Linked DNA regions of Sus scrofa: region 1 is linked to region 2. A link is a contact called in public Hi-C data. All regions are on one chromosome and are shown on one strand. The core of a region is the stretch at or near the end of the contact, and the rest is flanking DNA. Distances in the headings are between cores, read along the strand shown.

Region 1 (6,862 bases), core at 4,065-6,564, 57 kb before region 2:
AGTTCACTCCCACGTTCAAAATCGCAAATGGCATCTTTTTTATTACAACTGCCCAGTTGGTAGAGTGTACACGGGAGGAGAATGAATATCCTTTGTCTTTTTGCATCAAAAGAAAAACTTGATCCTCTTAAAGTTTAGGAACCAGCAAGAGAAAAATGACTCCTCAAAAGCAGTCTTTGCTTTCCCCCCCCCGTAAAAGGGAGGGGGGGCGCTATTGGGAGATTGATTGCCTCAGGAGCACGTGGTGGGCTGGTGCAGAAGAGGTCCAGCACCTGCACTCTGAAAGCCCCTTACAGAGAACCCACATAGAAAGCAGCCAAAGGGCCAGCTTGTTGGAAAATAGGCAGAAAAGCTGGACAGAAAAGAGCTGCGAGGTGGGGAGAACACACCCCCAGCTAAATCAGGCCTGCGTCAAGGTCCCTGCCTTGCTTACAGGAAGCCCCAGAGCTCCCAGGGTTTTCAGGTGGCCCCGAGGCTGGGGGAGGGTGGGAGGAAGTGGGCTCACACATGGGAGAGCAAATCTTCAAGCACGCTCCGCCTTTTCACTTATTTCCCGTGGGGCCCGATGTTCACAAAAGGCCCATTCGCCCTGCCCATCAGACCAGCCACCCTGGGACGCTGCTCTGCAGTGCGGCGCCTGGACTGCCAGGGAGCCCTGCCGTCTGTCATCCGTGCTCCCCAGACACGATCCTGAAAGCTTTGTGTCCAATTAGGGGCAAGCTTAGGGGGCACTGATACTTCTAGGGACAAGGGGATTAAGTGATGACATCACTTACATGTGGCATCAAAAAAATAATACAAATAAGTGAATTACAAAATAGAAAGAGACTTATGGACAGAGAAAATAAACTTATGGTTACCAAAGGGGAAAGAGGGGGAGGGATACATTAAGAGTTTGGGATTAACACATACACACTACCATACATAAAATAAACAACAGGGACTTACTGTATAGCACAGAAAACTATGTTCAATATCTTGTAATCACCTATAATGGAAAAGAATCTGGAAAATATATATATATATAACTGAATGTATATAGCCATACACTTGAAACTAACCCAATATTGTAAATCAACTATATTTCAATAAAAAAAAAAAAAAGACTGGAGTTCCCACTGTGGTGCATTGGGTTAAGGATCTGGCACTGCTGCAGCTGTGGTATAGGTCAAAGTTGTGGCTAGGATTCAATCCCTGGCCCAGGAACTTCTATATGCTGCAGGTGTGGCCAACAAAAAAAAGGACTAAGTGAAGAGCTTCCATCATATATTCAGTTGAAAATACAAACTCCTAGAGTTTCCGTCATGGCTCAGTGGTTAGCGAACCCGACTAGCATCCATGAGGACACAGGTTCGATCTCTGGCCTCACTGAGTGGGTCGGGGATCTGGCATTGCCGTGAGCTGTGGTGTAGGTCACAGACACGGCTCGGATCTGGCGTTGCTGTGGCTGTGGTGTAGGCCAGCGGCTATGGCTCCGATTGGGCCCCTAGCCTGGGGAACCTCCATATGCTGCGGCCTTATCCCTAAAAGGACAAAAAGACCAAAAGAAAAAAGAAAATACAAATTCCACCAAGACAACCCAAACCAAGTTCCTTGGCTTCCCAGGGAAGAAGCCACGGCACCAAACACCACTTCTCTTGGGAACAGGCACATCCAACCTGCAAAGGGTTAGCACAGGGGCCGCCTGAGCTGCAGCTCAGAGGAAAGAGGGGCGGTATTTCAAGTGGCAAGAAATGGAGCTGTCAATACGGTCCCTGCCATACTATTTGATTTTTTTGACTATATGCATGTATGACTTTGATTGAAAAAAGAAATGCAAACAGAGCAGACAGAGGAGGGGGATGTGCAGGTGCCGGTGGGTTTGGGGATGGAGGAGGGTCTGGCTGGAGGGCATGTGTGCAGGGGATGAAGCTCTACAGCTCGGATAGAGGAGGAGTCCTGGACTCAGGAGGGTGGTTGAAGCTTAGGTGATGGATACATGTTTGCTGGGGCAAAAGGCAGGTTGGGGCTGGACTATGGGAGGCCCTGACTGAACAGCTTGCTGAGGTGTTTGGAATTTACTGTACAGTCAGGTGTTTTCCATGGTTACGTACCACACCTGACGAAGCAGCTACGAGGAGCCCACAGAAAGCAGGATGTCTCCCGAATCGGGGAGAAGGGATCAGGCCTGTGCAACCCGAGCCCTCCCCACTGGCTCTCGGTACAGGCTGGTGGCTCTCTCTGGAGCTGCAAGAGCATCGTAACAGCACATACCACGGAGGCCTTCCTCCCCGCCCCCCCTTGCCCGTGGCTCCAAGGATGCCATGCCTTTATCCTGGGGCCCAAACCTGGTCACGCCTCCCCTTCTCTAGAAAATTCCTTAGCAAGAGTTGGGAGGGTTGAAAGCATCGGTACCTGGCTCAGGTCCAATGTACCTGGGACACTCAGAGCACCTAGCTGGTGGCCCGCCCTAAGGATTAAATGATCTCTGCTCTACAGGTGGGCAAATTCCCAAGATTCCAGGTAAGAGGGTTGGAATTTCATGGGTGGGACTGGAGACCTCGCTGGAAGACAGAGAGGGTGAAGAGAGCACTGGGCTGGAGGGGATGCCTGGACCACTGGTCACTCCCACCTTGCCCAGCTCGAGTCAGACAAGCAAGGTCTGAGGTCCTATGTTCTAACCCCACATCTGGCACGAAGGACTGTGTGGCCTTAGGGACATCGACTTGTTCTCTGAGCCCCAATGCCTTGTCACAAAACATTATAATAATGAAACAGTGACCTTAGCAGCTAACTATCCTCATTTTACAAACAAGGAAACTGAGGCACAGGGGGGATAAGCAACCTGCCCCAAGGTCACCACAGGGTCTGGCTCCAGAACCATGTCCTTAACCACCAGGCTACACAACAGCTCATGAAAAGATGGACTGGAAGGGTCACTGATGACCTCCAGCTTCTCTCTGGTCCCTGATGTGCTCTGCTTCTAGGACCACATGAAGTCACAGGCACATCACCTCATATGCCCGATCTTTTAAAGAGGAAGTGGCCCAGAAACATCAAAGTCACTTAAACCCTTGCTGCTTAAGTCCACACAGCTCCTGCGAGGGTCTATGTGCAGCCCACATTCAGTAAGTACAGGCAGTCAGAGCCCGATCCCCGCTGAAGGTCACAGAGCATCACTGTTTCCCACCTCTGGCTGTCAGCCTGGACCCTGGGCTCAAACACAACTGGGTAATAGTAGCTGGTTCCGTACGAAGCCCTCTCTCTTCTTGAACAGAGCTTGACCCCTTTGCCCACCCAGGTTGTGGGCAGGAAGGTCAGCCTGACCGATGAACGCCTGGCACTCCGTCAAAGGCAAAGGCAGAATGTTCCAATGGTCAGGCTGCTTTCAAGAAGGAATTTCACTCACCAGGCCTCCCCGGGGCCTCCCCTGACTCAGCAGCCTTGTCTGTGTCATTGGCTTAAAAACACCCCACCTACAAGTATGGACAAGACGTCAGAGGCAGGACCGGAGAAACACCTCGCTCTCCAAAGTGTTGTGTTTTCCTGGCACATAGGTCAACTGGCTGAAGCATCACAGCGCCATCCTGAAAACGATGTCTAGTACAGGCGACCACACGGAAGCGCCCTGGAAGCATTCGAGGCGGCCCCAGAGCACCAGCACACCTACTGTGCGCAGGAGACGCAGAGTCCAGATGCCTCTGCTCCCTACTTCAGCCCCCGCAGCTCCGCCATCATCTGGTGGGCATGGGGCAGGGGTGGAGGGGCTCTTTCCTCTAGGCTCCAGCTTGATTTCAGAAGCCCACCCATCCGGCTCACCCCCAGCTCTGCTTGGCTGAGGAGGAAACAGCTGTGTGACTTGCCCAAGCTCCCAGAGCTGGTCGCCACGGCACGAGCACTAGACAGCACTCCAACTCCCAGACCCCGCCTGTCTGAACATCCTTTAACTGTATTTTGCCAAAAATCCCAATCACAGAATCGCAAAGAAACCATTCAGGAGTTCCTGTTGTGACTCAGCAGATTAAGAACCTGACTGGCATCGATGAGGATGCAGGTTTGATCCCTGGCCTTGCTCAGTGGGTTAAGGATCCCTCATTGCTGTGGCTACGGTGTAGGCTGGCAGCTGCAGCTCCAAATTCAGCCCCTAGCCTGGGAACTTCCATATGCCGCGGGTGCAGCCCTTAAAAAAAATAAATTCAATCACCCACCCACTCAGTGCTCCGACAGTCTCTGGGGGTTGCAATTCATCCACTCAACCATCACACACGGAGCTCCGACAACACGCCAGATGCCTATTAGGACCTGAGGACTCAAACACAGCCCCATCCGTGACCATCTCACTGTTTTTTATCTGTACACATTTGGAGAAGTTACTTTGCACTTCAGTTCCCTCATCTGTGAAAATCCCTACCTCACATGCTTCCTGCAATGAATAAGCGGGAAAACATAAGCCCATTAACCACCAAGTACAGTGCAGGAGGTGCTCAGTACATGTTAGCATCACTGCAATTTTCTAAGAAGAGCTCCAGCAAGCATGTTCCCTAAACCACCACCTGTGTTAACACAAACGGCTCTGAAACATCATTAAGAACGACCTCCAAAACTAGCTTAATCTTGCCTATGAGGTGTAGGTATTTCTCCCTGCTTGCTCATAAATGGCTGTTTGGCACAATGGACCTCATTACAGGTTTGAACTGAATCATTAAATTACAGAATAGCATGGGCCATAAACCACACTGAAGAGTCCAGCATCCCAGAAGGAAGATACCAGCCTCGGGGCACTGGGGACTCCAGGCCACAGTTCCTACAACCTCGTAATAAAGGGATAGGAATGGACCCCCCCTCCCCCATCCCAACCCCTCTGATCAGAAAGAGGCTGGACAAACTGTTTCCCCTGGAGTCCAGACCCACAACAGCTGGTAGAACAGGCTTTGGGGTAGCACCTGCGCTTAGCTGGATTTCCATCCCAGCTCTGCGGCTTCCTCCTCACACCTTTGCTCCTTCGGCAAGTGACTCAGTCTCTCCCAGCCTGTTTCCTTATCTGGACATGAGACTCATTTTAGCACCTGCCTCCTAGTCTCTGAGGATTAAAGGAAATCACGAATGAAGAGCCCTTTGCCTACCATCTCAGAAGCCCAGCTACTGAGGCTTCTATTTATGCTTTTGAGGAGGGTGTTAAATAGCAAATTCTCAAGGAAGATGTTATTTTTACTTTAATTCTCTCATAAGATTTTCGAAACTCCTTGAGGAGAACAAGGCCCCCAGGATCTGCCCTGGTTGGAAACAAGCCACTCCCCTCCCCCACCCCCCATCCGGGCATATCTGGACCAGACTACCTGAGTCATTGTCAGAACTGCCCCAGAAGCCCTGGCGTTTGCTGCTCCTCTTGACAGAAGAGAACCGGAAGCCCAGGAAAGTGGGAGGATTTTGCACACAACAGCCTGTCAGGGACTCCGTCCCTCCCACCCACCCCACTTCTACATTCACCTTTCTTCACTGCCCATTTCTCGATGAATGGAGCCCGCTGCTTACATTAATCCTGATTATGTAACGAGGGAAACTTGGAAAGCTGGAAGGGGGGGGAATCACTAGTGTCGATTTACACCGGAGCAAAGGTCCAAGATGAAAGCGTTGCAGAAAGTTCAGAGCCCAGGCAGTTCTAGGGACCTTTAACCGAAGCTAAAGTCCAGGGCTAGGGCCGGGCAGGGCTCTTAAGTGCCAAGGCACCCTGACACTGCTGATTGGCACCCAGGTAGTCACCACAGTGGGAAAGGCCCTCTCTTGATGTTTAGGGACGGGCCATCCTCTGAAACGGCAGGGCAACAGCCAGCAGAGCCAAGCTGAGCTACAGGACTGGGCTTGGGGCCCTATGTGGGGTCTGCTCCCTCTCCCATGCTCCACCCGCGGGTGTGGGTGTGGGCAGGCTCTCAGGTCCCTCCAATGCTGGGGTAAATCCAGTGATGCACAAAGCATAGATGTTTCCACCAAGAGTATCCCCCTTTCCCAAACAGGGGCAAGCCCCCCAAATGTGCTCCTAAATGTGAGCATGACAGAATGGAGAGAGCCCTGTTCCATGAGTCAGAAGACCTTAACTCCCATCCAGCATTGCCACCACATCCCTGAGGGCCTCTGAGCAACCAGTTCACCTAGCTGGGCATCAACACAACAGGCAGGAGATTTCCTTTGTTTGCCTTGGGTTTTTTTGTTTGTTTGTTTTTTGGGTTTGGGGGGGTTATTTTTTGCTTTTTTTTTCAGGGCCGCACCTGCAGCATATGGAAGTTCCCCACGTTAGAGGTGGAATAGGAGCTGCAGATGCTGGCTCACACCACAGCCACAGCAACGCCAGATCCGAGCCGCGTCTGCGACCTACACCACAGCTCACGGCAACACCGGATCCTTAACCCACTGAGTGAGGCCGGGGATCGAACCCAAATCCTCATGGATCCTAGTCAGGATCGTTAACCGCTGAGCCATGACGGGAACTCCTGAGATTTCCTTTGTTTTGTTCACCCTCCTGTTACAACTGCAAATATTTGTCCAGTGAGGAAATGGAGTTACTATTATTGTCCTTAAGGAGGTCCTTTTTAGTCTCTAAAATGCTAAACTCTAAAACCAGTGGAGAGGTCTTTGAAAGACAAATGTGTGGGCATGAGTTTTATTGGGGGCAAGGTAATTCTACACTACTATACATCAGGACTATTTGCAGCTTAAAAACACCCGTATAGGATTTCCCTGGTGGCTTGGCAGTTAAGGATTCAGCATTGTCACTGCTGTGGCATGAGTTTGGTCCCTAGCCTGGGAACTTCTGCATGCCTCAGGTGGTGGGGGAAGGGGGAACACCTGTATAAAAGAATTCCAGCAAAGGAGTACTCATCGTGACTCA
Region 2 (6,251 bases), core at 1,726-4,225:
CCTTTAAGATATGCCTGGGTCAGGCGCCTATTATTGTCACATGGGACTCATGCGTGCACTAAAATCTTGGTTTATACGTACTCTACCACTACTCCCCATTTCCCAGTTGCCCATACTCTGGGGAACTGGCTTCTTCTTCTCCTTTTCCTTCTTTTTCTTCCCACATCTGCGGCATATAAAAGTGTCCAGGCTAGGGGTCAAACTGAGCTGCGGCTTCCAGCCTACGACACAGCCAGAGCAACAAGGGATCCGAGCCATTCTGTGAACTATGCCACAGCTGCAGCCACACCAGATCATTAACCCACTGATCAAGGCCAGAGATTGAACCATATTCTCACAGAGACTATGCTGGGTTCTTAACCCACTGAGCCACACTGGGAACTCTGGAATGGTCTTCTTAAGAGAGGGCTACATGGTAGACTCAGAAGCCAGATTGGCTTAGAAATCTAGCTCTAGCACTTCCCGGTTCTGTGACTTTGGGCAAGACACTCAACCTCTCTGTGCCTCAATATTCTCATCTAAAACCTAAGTTAATTAATTTAAGCTCATACAACACAACGACAAAAAACAAACAACCCACTCGAAAAATGGGCGGAAGATCTAAATAGACATTTCTCCAAAGAAGACATACAGATGGCCACAGGCAAATGAAAAGATGCTCAATGTTGCTAATCATTAGAGAAGTGCAAATTGAAAACCAGGAAGGTACCAACTCACACCAGTCAGAATGGCCATCATTAAAAAAAAAAATCTACAAATAAATGCTGAAGAGGGTATGGAGAAAAAGGAACCCTCCTACATTGTTGGTGGGAATGTAAATTAGTGCAGCCACTGTGGAAAGCAGAGTTTTCCTCAAAAAACTAAAAACAGAATTGCCATATGATCCAGCAATCCCACTCCTGGACATTAATCCAGACAAAACTATAACCAAAAAAGATACATGTACCCCAATGATTAAGCAGTGCTGTTTACAACAGCCAAGACGTAGAAACAACCTAAATGTCCTTCAACAGACAAGTGGATAAAGAATACTACTCAGCCATAAAAAAAGACTGAAATGATGCCATTTGCAGCAACATGGATGGACTTAGAGATTCTCATACTAAGTGAAGTAAATCAGAAAGAGAAAGACGAATACCATGTGATATCACTTTTATGTGGAATCTAAAATATGATGCAAATCCACTTATTTACCAAACTGAAACAGACTCACATAGAGAACAGACTTGTGGTTGTAAAGGGTGGGGGGAAGGGATGGAATGGGAGTTTGGGATTAGGAGAAGCAACCTATTATACATGAAATGGATAAAAAACAAGGTCCTGCCATTTAGCACAGGGAACTATATTCCTGTGATAAACCATAACGGAAAAGAATATGAAGAAGAATGTACATATACGCATAACTGATTCAGTGTTAGCAGAAACTAACGCAACATTGTGAATCAACTCCACTTCAATAAATTTTTAAAAATAAAAATAAATAAAAGCTAGGTTAATTAATAGTACTCACTTCATAGAGTTGTTTTAAGGATAGGATTAAAAATGTTAAAAATAACATGAAGCTCTTGGAACAGTACCTGGCACAGGAAAGTACCATGTTATGGGTTTGCTTGTATTATTATTCTTTTATTTTTTTGGCTTTTTAGGGCCACACTTACGGCATATGGAGGTTCCCAGGCTAGGGGTCGGAGCTGTAGCTGCTAGCCTACCCCACAGCCACAGCAACATGAGATCCAAGGTGTGTCTGTGACCTACACCGCAGCTCACGGCAATGCTGGATTCTTAACCCACTGAGGGAGGCCAGGGATGGAACCTGGGTCCTCATGAATGCTGGTCAGATGCATTTCCACTAAGCCACGACAGGAATGCCTATTATGATTCTTTACTTTATACATGCATCATTTCCATCAATACCACCTACTCCCTGAATTAACTGACAGACAGTAATCCCTCACATGTATGTATTTCTCAAAGTACTTTCATACATGTTATCAAGTGCCATCTCCCTGTAACCTATGATGGTGCCACGCCTGGGAGATTCAGAGGTGTTAACAAGGGAACTGCAAAGATTTAGCTACAATTATCCCTGTTTAGGACGAGGAAGAACTGCATTCAAGTCAAAGGGGTAACAGTAGAGATTGCTTAAATAAAATACATCTCATCTGTATGTCCTATCATCATAAATGTGGCAAAAGAACACATGATGATGTAAAAATTATTCATGCCAAATTAAATGAAAAAGGAAAAGTTACTCAAAAGTACAGAAAGTATGAATCTCTTGTGGTTTTTCTTTCCCTTTTGGTATATTATGTTTATTAAAAAGACCAGAAAGACAACATCAAAATATTAATGTTTGTTATTGCTGAAGAGAGCAAAGCTAAGTCATTTTCCTTCTTTGGGTTTGAATTTTCTGAATGTTACAGAATGAACACATATGACTTGTCATTATGGAAAGGTTACTGTTTAAGAACAGAATACGTAATTCAGTTATATTTAAAAGAGCAGTAGATTAACGGAAGAACTAAGCGGCGCGCGCGGGGGGAGGGGAGTTCTTTGTATTTTTCAGGCTTTTCCAAATTTTCTGTTCTGAGAGCAATATGTTTGGGGAAGATGGTTCAGAGAGGAAACTGAGGCACGGGCAGGCCCGGTCCCACCCACACCTCTGCCTGCCCTGCCAGAACTAGAGCAGGTGGGGTCAGTTCTCCCCAGAGCTGCCTCCTTTCGGGTTCATTCCTGACCCCTGACTTAGAGCTCCAGGCTGTGACTGTCCCATAATAACAGGGTGCAGTCCCGAGCCTTTCTGCGCATTCCTGACCAAAGAGCAGCGAGATGAGGCCAAGGGAGGAGAAGAGAAACGGGCTGCAAAACCTGGTGTGTGTTGCGGTGATGGTGGGGACGCTGGCCCCATCCCCCACCCCACCACACCCCACCCCTACTACCCACCCCCTACCGGCCCCACCACACCACGTCCCCCACCCCCAAGAGACGTCACCCAGACAGTCCTTAGGGGCGGGGAGCCAGCCCGAAGATGCAGATTCGCAGCCATAGCGCCATCGCGCCATCGCAGTTGCCAGCAGGAGGGAGGAGTGAGCCGCGCAGCCAGGCGTGTCCACAGGAGATAGCCGCCCACCAGCCCAGATATGTGGGCCCCCCTGGGCTACTTCCCCAACCCGTGTGTCTGGAACAAAAAAACAAAAAGGGAACAAACAAAAACAAACAGTCATGGGAAACAAAACAAAGGAAAAAAGAAAAGGAAGAATGAGAGAAAAATACTTTCTCGATTTGATGGCAACCTAGGAGACAGGCAGCAAGGAGAGTGCTGTGGCCAATAGGCAAAGCTGCGGGTTAGAGCCACGGGCCAAGAGTCCCTGTTTCACCCACTGCTTACAACTATATGACCCAAGGTATGTCCCCGTCCCTTGGCAGTGCCCCTTTTGCAAGAGGCCAGCATCACCAAAGGGATAAGAAGGTGTCCTTGCTTCCGGAAGGGGTTTACTGTTGCATGTGGGCCTCCATGCCCAGGAAAGGAGCCAGGGGTTTGGCCACTTAGCCTGTTTGGACCGATTGACAAGGAAGATGGCTGTCGCTGTCAGGCTCACTGCTTCCAGGTCTGCAGGGGAACAAAGAGCTCCCAGCTTGGCGATGCCACACAGGGAGGCTCTGCTGGGTGGCCAGCCCTTGCCCTGTTCTGTCCTGTGTATGAGGACAGAGTCAGGCCCGGGCTGCTCTCCCAGGACAGGCCAATCAATTGAGAGACAAGCTGTCGGGACAAGGAATAATGACTTTATTCTGAAAGCCAGCAGACCAAGAAGATGGTGGACTTGAGTCCCGAAGAATCATGGCCGAGTTAGACATCAGGCTTCTTTGGGAAGAGGGTAAGTCCTGGTTTAGGCCAGTCTCTGGAGGGGATATGTTAATTTCTCCCTTCCTGCAGCCCTTCACAGGTGGGCCTGGTCAGGATGTTTCCTGGGGAGGCGGGGTTCCCAGAGATGGGCCATTGTGTATAAAATAAGTTTTGGGCAACATCCCTTTAGTGATTAACTTGTAACACAAAGGTCCTTCCCTATTACACCTTGACTTGCGCCTTAGCTGTGCTGATTAGATTTTTGCATTATACTGTTCAAACCCGTGTTCATCAGCAAAAGGATTGCAATCAAAACGGTCATTATTTCAGGCAGTAATTCATAGAGTCGGTGGTTATTCCAAGAAGATAATATGTGTGATAAATGTCATCATTGTGACTCACAATTACACAAAAAGCACAAACACATCCAAGACCTATTGCAAAACTGAAATGCACATGTTAGCTCCTTCTCAAAGAAGAAATAATAAACCATGAATTGTCTTTCTGTTTACACATCTGGTCCCAAAGCTAAGATGCCTCATTCCAGTCACTCCTCCAAACACCAGTGCCATTTCTTGTTCCAAAGAAAATGGTTTAGAAATGGCTGGTGTGGCGCTTTTCTGCTCTCTGGGCACCCTGCAGTACCCTGGAAGTGAAAGGGTCAGAAGCAACCTGCTTACTTTTCCTTGAGCGCCCAAGAACTAAAGGGAATGCACACCAGGATGACGCTTGCTTAGGCTTTGTCAGAGTCAAAAGGATGGAGAAGTAAATGCACCCCCTCACCCCTCACTGGGCCCCCACTGGGCTTATTCTTGAGTGTTAGTCCTATTCTTTGTAACAAAGCCATTTTCTTCGGAGGGTGAAATCTGATGGTTTTCTTTCCTGGCTTTGCTCCAGCTCTTTTCTGGGATGGTCCTAATCCCTGGGCCTCAGCATCCCCACCTTCTAATTAGCAAGGCGAGCTCAGGTGATCATAAATGAGTGGGACTGGGAGTTCCCGTCGTGGCTCAGTGGTTAACAAATCCAAGTAGGAACCATGAGGTTGCGGGTTCGATCCCTGGCCTTTCTCAGTGGGCTAGGAAACCAGCATTGCCGTGAGCTGTGGTGTAGGTTGCAGACTTGGTTAGGATCCCGCTGTTGCTGTGGCTCTGGCGTAGGCCGGTGGCTACAGCTCCGATTAGACCCCTAGCCTGGGAACTCCATATGCCACGGAAGTGGCCCAAAAAATGGCAAAAAGACAAAAAATAAAAATAAATAATAATAAAAAAATGAATGGGACTGTACTTCCCAATTCTGATGCAACCCCCCATTTTGCAGATAGGAGACTGAGGCTCAGACACAGGAAGTGACTTGGCAGGGGTCACCAGGGTTGAATTTCTATATGTCTTTGTCCTGTCTCCTCAGTAGGCTTGCCTGCCTCCTGAGTCCTTCCAGGGGTTCAGACCCAGAGTGGGATTCTGTAAGCCCTTGTGGACTCAGGGGACTGGCAAATGGAGCCAGACTGATTGGAGAGAAATTGCCAAGAGTGAGCCAGACTGTGAAGCAGACCCACATGGGCAGGTGTGGCTGGGGTGGGGGCCCTGGTTAGCCACTTATCACCTGGGTGACGATGGACAAGTTTCTTGACTTTTCTAAGCCACCGTTTCTTCAACTATAAGATACAGACGATAATACTTGTTCCACGCTGAAGGGATACTGACAAAGTTGGGGGCAGAACTCCCCTCTTACCCTGGAAAAAATGGTAGCAGGAGAGACAGATGGATTGGGAGTTCCTGCTGTGGTGCGACAGGATGAGCAATGCCTTGGGAGCGCTGAGACGCAGGTTCCATCCCAGACCCAGCCCAGCGGGTTGAAGGATCCAGAGCTGCCGCAGCTGCAGCTTAGGTCACAACTGTGGCTAGGATCTGATCCCTGGCCTGGGAACTCCAAATGCCATAGGGTAGCCAAAAAGAAAAAAAAAAAGAGAGAGAGAGACAAGATGGTTGTAAGACACATTTGAGGAAATCCCATCTCTGGGGTCAAAATATAGAGACTAACACCTAGATTAGCTCAGAGAATGGTTTCCAGCAGTGTGGCCATGATGACATATGGGCCACCAGGTCATTCCCAGGGTCTGCCCTTCTTCCAGAGAATCCTCTTCCCACTCAGGTGGCCTGTAGCCTTCAGGAATCCCTAAAGGTGGGATCAGAGTTAGATAATAACTCTACTAGTTTCTGGAAGCTGATGTGTTAGCCTCGTGGCGAGGGTGGTAGAAGGGACGTGTGTGTGTGTGTGTGTGTGTGTGTAGGTGAGAAAAGGAGAGAGATTTCAGGGCAGGGGAAAGGGGAGGGGATGTGTGGGGTGGGGACAGCAAGGAGGAGGCTTATTCAGTCTTTCATTCAAAGCTGCTGTCTGAGAGGTGACAGTC

The links. Hi-C and Micro-C count contacts between places; a contact is called where the count stands out from the background.
Region 1: a Hi-C map of fetal liver shows a contact between it and region 2, with 2.2 times the contacts expected there. The contact joins two enhancer-like sites. A contact is called at or near these places in 18 of 47 Hi-C or Micro-C datasets (blood, embryonic fibroblasts, epiblast stem cells and 7 more) and 1 of 2 datasets of contacts at active chromatin or transcription factors (skeletal muscle).

Annotation. Positions count from the first base shown.
Region 1 is chr14:7,685,238-7,692,099 of Sscrofa11.1, reverse strand. The region is part of intron 1 of SLC25A37 (mitoferrin-1); the gene reads right to left. Among named protein-coding and RNA genes, the nearest start is that of SLC25A37, 24 kb to the right of the region's middle. Within about 2 kb of position 5,314, at least 14 of the 83 cell types and tissues checked have an H3K27ac peak or open chromatin away from gene starts, as enhancers often do. A contact at or near this core is called in fetal liver, where this site is marked.
Region 2 is chr14:7,626,180-7,632,430 of Sscrofa11.1, reverse strand. No RefSeq gene overlaps it. Among named protein-coding and RNA genes, the nearest start is that of ENTPD4, 25 kb to the right of the region's middle. Within about 2 kb of position 2,975, at least 9 of the 83 cell types and tissues checked have an H3K27ac peak or open chromatin away from gene starts, as enhancers often do. A contact at or near this core is called in fetal liver, where this site is marked.